Linked DNA regions of Triticum aestivum: region 2 is linked to region 1. A link is a contact called in public Hi-C data. All regions are on one chromosome and are shown on one strand. Each heading gives the region's core, a stretch centred on a gene start, on an enhancer-like site or on the middle of the called end of the contact. The rest is flanking DNA. Distances are from core to core; before and after follow the strand shown. Region 1 has its middle 130 kb from the start of LOC123123987. Region 2 has its middle 210 kb from the start of LOC123123987.

Region 1 (4,396 bases), core at 958-3,457:
GTCAAATAAGGCGAAAAACGACTCAAATTTAACGCAAACATCGGCGAGTTCGTTCAAACTTAAACATATTTTACAAAAAAAGAATAAAAACTACCGCGGGCTACCCCCGCCGTCTCCCTCGCCGCCCGCCTGGCCGCCCGCCCACGCGGTTCTACATGCCGAGGAGGCTGTAGAACCGCGTGTAGTCACCGCCGTCGTCGTCGTCGCCGCCCCCGCCTCCGCCTCCGCCGTCCCTGCTGCATCTCTCCCCTGGTTGGCGCGGCGGGTTGGACGGTCCGGGGGCGTCGTAGTCGTCGTCGTTGTCGTCGCTGTCGAGGACCACGACGTCGTGCTCGTCCTGGCGCCCACGCTTGCGGGCGACGATCTCCTCCAGGGCCGGGCGCTGCCGGACCATCTCGTCGCGGAGGTAGTCGTCCCGCGCACACCGCATGGCGTCCTCGTCGGAGAAGCCACGCCGGGCTATCTCCTCGTACTCCGCGGGGAGGCCGGGCTTCGGCTTGGGCTCGACGAGGACGAAGCGGCCGATGGGTGGAGAGGCGTTGGCGCCGATGCGGACGCCGGAGCTGCGGGTGCGTGCGCTGACCGGCGTGTCCTGGGACTCCAGCTTGACGGGACGGAGGCAGGGCGAGCCGCCGGACGAGGAGGAGGACCCCCCCGGTCTCCATGCGCCTCGGGGTCCAGGAGCTTCCCCGGCGGCGTGAGAAGGAAGAGGGAGCGGGGTAGTTGAGGCGCGGCGTGTTGCCGCCCTCGATGTACTCGAGGACGGCTTCCAATGTGCGCCCGGGCACGCCCCACCACCGATGCCGGCCGGCGGCGTTGAGCTTGCCGGAGGGCACGACGCCGTTGGTGGCCTCGAACTGCTGGGCGTGACGGCGGCGGAAGTAAGGTTCTCAGAGAGGGTTGTCGGGGACGTACCGTGGCCCCTCACTCGCCGCACGCGGCAGGTTCGAGCGGATGCGTGCGATCTCCGCACGCCGCGCCGCGCCGGTGGGTACCTGGGGCACCGGCACGCCACCCGCGCTGATCCTCCACGCCTCGGGCACCCGCATGTCCGGCGGGACCGGGTACTCGGCCTCGTAAAGGAGGCGAGCCTCGTCTTCATGAAGATGGCGGCGGCCGAAGCCGTTCACCGCCGCGCCGTCGCCTGGGAAGCGCTTGGCCATGGGTGTGAACTGGAGACGGCGGAAGAGAGGAGAGGAGAGGGAGGAACGACGACGGCGGGAGAGTGTGAGTCGCGGAGTGCGCCGGGGCGCGTCATATATAGGCCGAGGCGCGCGTGCCACCGTGTGTACGCGTGGCGGGCGAGGGAGGGCGAGGGACGCGCGTCGTCCGGTCTTCACTGCGCCGTCCGTGAGGCATCAATGGTGCAGGCTGACCGGCGCGGCAGCGCGCGGCAGCTTTGGCATTGATTCGCCGCGGGAAACGAGGCGATGAGGACGACGAAGGGCCGAGAAGAGAGCCGTGTCGCTGACGCGGCGGGCCCGCGGCTTTTTCGCGCCAAAACAGTTCGCCCGGCTCCCGGACGCCCCCGAGCGCGCCGGGTTCGGGCTGGGTCCGCCGGCGCTGTTTTCGGCCCAAACGGCGAAAATCGGGCTCCTGGGGCGCGACTGGGCCGTTTTTACGGCGCCGGCGTAAAAAAAACGCGTGGGAGGCCTTCCTGGGGACCCGGGTGGAGATGCCCTTAACCGCTAGCTGGGGAAGTGGAGATCTCCGGTTCTCGACGTCGGCTCGAGGTATGCTACGTACGACCAAACGGGACGATGACATGTCACATGTACAGTATATACCCATCTATTTTTACGTTATTATTAATCAAGTTTATTTATATATAATCTTTCAGACGTGTGATGTTTGTGTACGTCTGCACCCGATATTTAGGAACCCGATATTTATGTATGCGCTCCTCGGATCTGATCGGGCATCAACGTGGTGCCTCAGTTTCGCGTCGGATCTGTTCGCGCCACTGTAGTAGTATAGGCAGGAATCCATTTTTGTCCTTCCGGCAAAAGCAAACTCGCAATTTGTTGCGGCTCATTTATTTTCTGGAACGGAAAGTTGGAACCATACGTTGATCGCTCGAATCGTGGCGCGTTTGGGACCGTCCGCCGCCAGCAGCTCCCGCCACACACCGCCGGTCCGGTCTACACGTGTCAGAGGTACCATCCCGTATGTCCAGGTGAGGTCGAACGGAGTACAGCATGGACGGGTCATCATGGAGTTCGGTCAGTACGTGGCTGGTTCTTCTTCTTCTTCTTCTTTTCTCTCTCGATCGAAGGGCGTGGCGGATTCTTGCACTGACGCGGTCTATGTTGGTGGGGGCTGTAGAGGGTTAGCAGTAGATGGGACTTGCATGCAAATCTATCCGGCTAGGCATGCTAAGCAGTACTGTTACGTTTTTTCTTTTCTTTTTGCGGTAGAGTGTGTGGGCGTGTGGCAACGGGAGCATGGCACGGAAAGGCTTTGCGTACGACAAAACTTAAGAAATTAATATGTTCGTTTTGGAATCTTGAGCTGACGTGGAGATTACTAAACCTTGATTTAGATCAGACAAAACTTTACCGAACAAATCCTGGCGTGAGCGTGACAGGGACCGGAAGGGCCAAACAATCCTTCAGATAATTAAGTTAGATACCATTCTTTCGGTTTCAAATTATTAGATGTTTTTTTAACCCGCAAAAAGAATCAAAATTAAACATATGCACGTTTAATCTAAATTTTAGAAAAAATATCGATCTCTACAATAATAAAACGGAAAAACTAACACCCACACGTGTGGGCGTTTGCACATCGCCCACACGCCTTCATCACACGTATGAACAGATGACATCAGCCGAATTTTTTTTGTTTTTTGGCTTAAAAATATTTTATCTCCTAACTAAAAAAGCGAATTAAAAATCTGTTTTTACCATTAGATCCGTCTCGACGAGATCTTCAAAATTAGACCCCATTTTGATATGTTTCGATGAGTTTTTTTTACCCAAAAGTTGCCATGATGTTTACACTGTAGTTGTCATGGTGCTTAAACTAAAGTTGTCATGTGGCAATTTTAGTTTGTAGATCATGGCAATTTTAGTTTTTGATGATGGCAATTCCAGTACTTTGACCATGAAAATACTTTTTTGCATGAACCATGGCAATTTTAAGTGCATGTATCATGGCAATTTTAGTTTATGGTGCATGCCAAGTCTAGTTTCTTAATTCTTCATTTTATAATATGTCAAAATTTACTTTTTAATATAGAAGAAAATAGCTAAAACATAACATGACAACTTTAGTGTAATCATCATGGCAATTCATGTGTAATAGACATGACAACTTTTAACAAAAAAAATTCGTCGAAATATATTGATATGAGATCTAGTTTTAAAAATCTCGTCGCGAGAGATTTAATGGTGAAAACGAATTTTCAATCGGAATTTTCATTTAAGAGATAAAATAATTTAAAAACTAAAAAATCAAAAAGATTTCCACATGCATGCATGCAGTGACATGGCGTAGTCTATATGTTATAGGGCGTGTGGGCGAATTTGGCTCTCGCCACACATGTGGGCGTTAGCGTTGTCGTAATAAAATTACACGTATCATTAGATCCATCATGAAATGTATTTTCGTACTTTCTTTACTTTTTATCTAGATGATGATATTTTCTTTTACAATCTTGATAAAATGTACATGTGTTTGGCTTTCACAAAAAATGATGTACCTTATATTTTGGAATGGAGAGAGTATTACGTGCCTCCTTTGCAACTCTTCTGTTCGACAAGGGAGAGAGAGATTGCCGACCATTCCTGGACATATCACCACCAGCTTACTATTGTCGTCGTGTTGTAGTACTACGTTGATCAAAAGCATATATTAGTGCGGGTTCGTGCCTTTTTTTCAAGGGAGGCAACAAGTGTAAGATTAACATTGAATAAGCGTGGAGTCATAAGATTGGGCTGGATTATCTGCAATAGGCGGTGACGCTGGTCGCCGTCGCGTGATTGGTATGGTATCGGGGTCTATTTTTAAGTGGTAATTTCGGTCTGATTGGCGGTGCGCTAACAAGACATACAAAATGCCCACACAAATGAAATAATGCAATTCTTGTTGATTAAACCCGAGAGGGGTGGATTGGTTTCAACCTGAAGGTTGGGCATTGTCTACATTTATAAAAGGGTAAAAAGAAATGCACTTAGGAAATTATATGAATGGATGACATGTTACCATCATTTAATTCCAAGCAAAATATAGCAACACAAATTCATTAATTGTTTGTGTTCTGGTTGGAGACATATTGGTCATTTCGGAGTAGAAATTACTCTTATGACAGTGTATTGTTGCTAAAAGAAGAAGAATGAAACCACTCTTTGTTCCTTTGCTTTGTTACATAGAGTAGTTTTGCACTTTAAGAAAA
Region 2 (4,552 bases), core at 1,262-3,761, 82 kb before region 1:
AGTTGTAGTTTTATTTGTGAAAGTAGAGCATTGAATATTGATGCGCACAACCTTGCCAAACACTCTGTGTTGCTTGATCGGGGTCGCCACTTGTGGCTCATTTTCCCGCATGACCCAACTTGTATCGGTCTTAATGTCCAAATAAACAAAAAGCTCACACAATTTTCTCAAAAAAAAAAAGAGAGAAGAAGATCAAAACCATTTGTGGTGCAGGCCAGAATCTTTTGGTTTGGGAGATGGCTCTATTGTTCCCTCGTATGAATCTTTTGGTCCTGGAGTACAAATCCAGAGTAGATCAGCAAGTCATCAAGATTGACATGAAACGTGAACAGGCACGCCTCCCTTGTCTCGCTGCAGTACAAAACGTGCCCACGATAGAATGCGGTAGAGCTGTGACTGTTCCGAAAGTGTCTGAGTTGATTGTGGCGATAAACCGTTGCAGTTGTGACCACTTGAGCTCTCTCCCGAAACGTGCCCGACCGGTCCCATGAGCGATCAAGACGGGCAAGGACGACAGGCGGAATTAATCCACCGGCGGCACCGCTCGTCGACACGCACGGTTCGGGCCTAGCCGCCAACGCCCACCCCTATCCAACGCTCCTCGACGAAACAGCCAGCGAAAGGTCCCCCATCATCGACTTGACTCGAGCGGCTGGCTGGCTGGATACGGGTCCGGGGCGATACGTACGTACGACGATCGCGAGGCCTTGAACGTCGCCAGCCGCACGCACCCGGCGGGCCAAACAAGCCGTACCTCTACCAGCTCTCAGTCTCAGCCTGTGATGCGGGCGAGGCTATCCGATCCCTCGTCGACCTCCTTATCATCATCGGCCTGTGTTGTGTCGGCGTCCCGTGCCGTGCCTATCTAGCTATCCTGTCGTTCGGTATGATGCGTGCAGCCGTGTCAACTTGCATGGCGCTGGTGGCGCCCGCCTAAGATGGATGGATCGACGTTCACCGCTCGGCTGTGTGACGGGACTGCCACGGGCGCTCACCGCGGCGGCACCGACTGCGCCGCTCACTTCCCTCGGCTATGTATAATTTGGCGAATCGCACCAGCTACGCACTACGTTAATTCTGGATGACCAATTGACCACCACGCTGCTAGCTAGCTAGCTGTGTGTTTACTAATGGTGTAGTTCATGTGCTCAGTGGCGATCGACGTGAGTATGGTTGCTCGAAAAGCAGGAGCGCATATCGATACTGTATATCCACACCACATGTTAGCACCACGCGGGAGTAGATTATACGTACACTACTACTCTGCCTCTGCGTTAGGTTAGGTTATAGTATAATCATGTGCCGAACACTAGTGCTATGTTGTCACTGATGAGTTCATTGGCACATGGAGCCACGCGCCCATGGGAAATCTTTTTTTTTCATGATAATACGTGTCTCATTCATATCATAAAGATTAAAGTACAAGTCACGTAAAGATCGACATGACAAAACTGAAAAGATAGTAAAACTTCTCTGAGCCTGAAACCAACGCCCATCACCTGCCTCCGGCACCACAACAGCAGTCACCAAAGAAAAGAATGATGAACCACCTCCTCACCCGAGCTCGAGCGGCTCCATCGCTGATATGCAACTTTGCGGATCTTTAAGGTGGCTCACCAAAAGTGAAGCCCTTACCGTTGAATGAATTAGACCGGGGCAACACCCCGGACACGCCATCCAACTCCAGATCTTTGCACCCCACCGCGACTAAGACGCCGCAGAAGAAAATCTTACCTGCCATCCACGAACCACGAACCCAGCATATGTTCCGTCTTGCAGATGTCGTCGATGCAGACCACAATCTGCATCCGCTCCTGGACTACCTCCCAAGCTCCGCGCCGACGCTGGAGCAAACGTCGTCGCAACGGCGGAGCCTGAGGACATAGGTCCACCATGAGGATGCCTCCGCCGTCACGTCATCCTTACTTGAACAGACTGGTTTTCAAATGTATCCCCAACCATAGGACCGATGGCCTTGTCAAGGAAGGATCCAAAAGAATCTTTATTCAGCGCTCTCATCATTCCGCCGAAGCAAAGACGATGAACAACCTAAAAAACCTAGACTATGAGGGAGTAAAAACAATCCACACACGTGAATCCGGCGACCTCCTCACCACCGACGACCTAGGTCGCCGGCAAAGGGGAGCCGTCGGAAGACGACGCTGGAAGATTGGTCTCTCCTCACGGTGGCTAGGTTTGAGCCGCCAGGAGAAAAACCATTGGCTCTGGGCGCTGTTGTGCGCCCACGCGAAATCCAGATGGACAAAACCACCAACATCAACTGTCTCCCGTCGTTTCCCGCAAAAAAAGAAAAAAAAAACTGTCTCCTGTCGTACGCCGTGCTGCGTTGGAGCTGAGTCAGCTGACAATGACGCGGTCAGCTCAAGGCAATGAGCCCTGCACGGATGGATCCCGAACTACGAGTGCTAGATAAGTATACATCCGGGTTGTGGCCGCCGAGATCGAACAGCCGCCTGTCGGCGATCCGGTCAGTTCCCACAGCTCAATCAACTTTCACTTGTCTGATCTGTTCAGCGGCCTAGTTTTACTTCTTCTTGGGTAAATTATTGTGTCCGGTATGGTCAACGCTTAAACATATCGAGCCATCAACATGGCATCATCAACCCTATGCTAAGCTAATCCCTACAAAAACCTTGCACGTCTCCAAAAGCTCTCGTCCACGCCCAGTGCTGACTGTAATTCTGTGATATTTTGGGATATTTGTGCATGCGAGGGACGCTGGCAGCAGCGAGCGAGGCTCATGCATGGGGCTTGTTTGTGACGCTGTCAAGCTGGCTAAGGTTGCAAAACCTAGCTGGCGATCTCGACGTCACGCTAATTTCATCGCGCGACCCCATCCGGTCTGGCCCCGTCCGTTTAGGAAAAAACGGACAAACCAGACGGTCCAGCGTGCGACGACCTGTACCCATCAGGTCCGTTTTGGGTCCGGGCTGACCCATTTCGAACGCAAACATGCGCGTGGTTTAGGTCGAGGCGGACAGCAAACGGACGTCTCGCTCGTCCGCGTCGGGGCCACATGGCACGCGGCCACCTACCTCCCCACCATTCGACATTAATGCGCACACGCGGTCGGCCCCACATGTCATCCGCCCAGCGAACGGTCGTCGTCCTTCTTAAATGGAAAACCGTGGATTGGTTGCCGTCCACACTCCCCACTCGAGCTCGTGCTACCTCCTCGAAACCCGACATGGCCAAACCCTAGCCTAGCTCTCCCTCTTCCCGTCCTTGATGTCGCCGGTCGGCCGCCTCGTAGCCATGGGGTTCTGGAACACCGGCCGCAAGGGGAAGCACGAACGCGAGGCTCGCTCGTCCTTGGGCCGTCGCGGCCGCGACATCAAAGAGGAGCCTGCATCACCACCGCGTCGGGCCCCCACGCCGCCCGCATTCTCCATCGCACCCACGGCCGCCGGCGAGCGCGACCGGCACTACATCGGCGTGGATGTATGCCGGCGTTATTGGGAGACGAGGACGCCGCTCCCCTGGAGCAACGCACACATCCCCAACAACTGGCATCTCTCTGCCGACCGGGTGCCGATCCCGCCGGTCCCGACAAACGGTCGTGCCCAACGCCAGGAGATCGAGCGTCGCGCTGCTGTCGGTGTCAAAACCGGCAGATCTCGAGTAGGGGGTCCCGAACTGTGCGTCTAAGGATCGAAGGTAACATGAGGCAGGGGACACGATGTTTATCAAGGTTTGGGCCCTCTTAATGGAGGTAATACCCAACTTCCTGCTTGATTGACTTTGATGTGTATAAGGGTTACAAGAGTTGATCCACCTCGAGATCGTAATGGCTAAATGATGTCTACTACACAACCTTCTTCTTGTAGGCGTTGTTGAGCCTCCAAGTGCAGAGGTTTGTAGGACAGTAGCAAATTTTCCTCAAGTGGATGACCTAAGGTTTATCAATCCGTGGGAGGCATAGGATGAAGATGGTCCCTCTCAAACAACCCTGCAACCAAATAACAAAGAGTCTCTTGTATCCCCAACACACCCAATACAATGGTAAATTATATAGGTGCACTAGTTCGGCGAAGAGATGGTGATACAAGTGCAATATGGATGGTAGATATAGGTTTTTGTAATCTGAAAATATAAAAAGAGCAAGGTAAGAAGTGGTAAAAGTGAGCGTAAATGGTATTGCAATGCTAGGAAACAAGGCCTAGGGTTCATACTTTCACTAGTGCAAGTTCTCTCAACAATAATAATATAACTGAATCATATAACTATCCCTCAACATGCAACAAAGAGTCACTCTAAAGTCACTAATAGCGGAGAACAAACGAAGAGATTATTGTAGGGTACGAAACCACCTAAAAGTTATCCTTTCTGATCGATCTATTCAAGAGTCAATAGTAAAATAGCACGAAACTATTCTTTCCGTTTGATCTATCCTAGAGTTCGTATTAGAATAACACCTTAAGACATAAATCAACCAAAACTCTAATGTCACCTAAATACTCCATTGTCACCTCAAGTATCCGTGGGCATGATTATACGATATGCATCACATAATCTCAGATTCATCTATTCA

Evidence for each region. Hi-C and Micro-C count contacts between places; a contact is called where the count stands out from the background.
Region 2: a Hi-C map of leaf shows a contact between it and region 1, with 4 times the contacts expected there. The contact joins two enhancer-like sites. A contact is called at or near these places in 4 of 5 Hi-C or Micro-C datasets (leaf, root and an unstated tissue) and 1 of 1 datasets of contacts at active chromatin or transcription factors (leaf).

What each region holds. Positions count from the first base shown.
Region 1 is chr1B:359,538,587-359,542,982 of IWGSC CS RefSeq v2.1, reverse strand. No RefSeq gene overlaps it. Among protein-coding and RNA genes, the nearest start is that of LOC123123987, 130 kb to the right of the region's middle. Within about 2 kb of position 2,207, at least 1 of the 8 cell types and tissues checked has an H3K27ac peak or open chromatin away from gene starts, as enhancers often do.
Region 2 is chr1B:359,620,905-359,625,456 of IWGSC CS RefSeq v2.1, reverse strand. No RefSeq gene overlaps it. Among protein-coding and RNA genes, the nearest start is that of LOC123123987, 210 kb to the right of the region's middle. Within about 2 kb of position 2,511, at least 1 of the 8 cell types and tissues checked has an H3K27ac peak or open chromatin away from gene starts, as enhancers often do.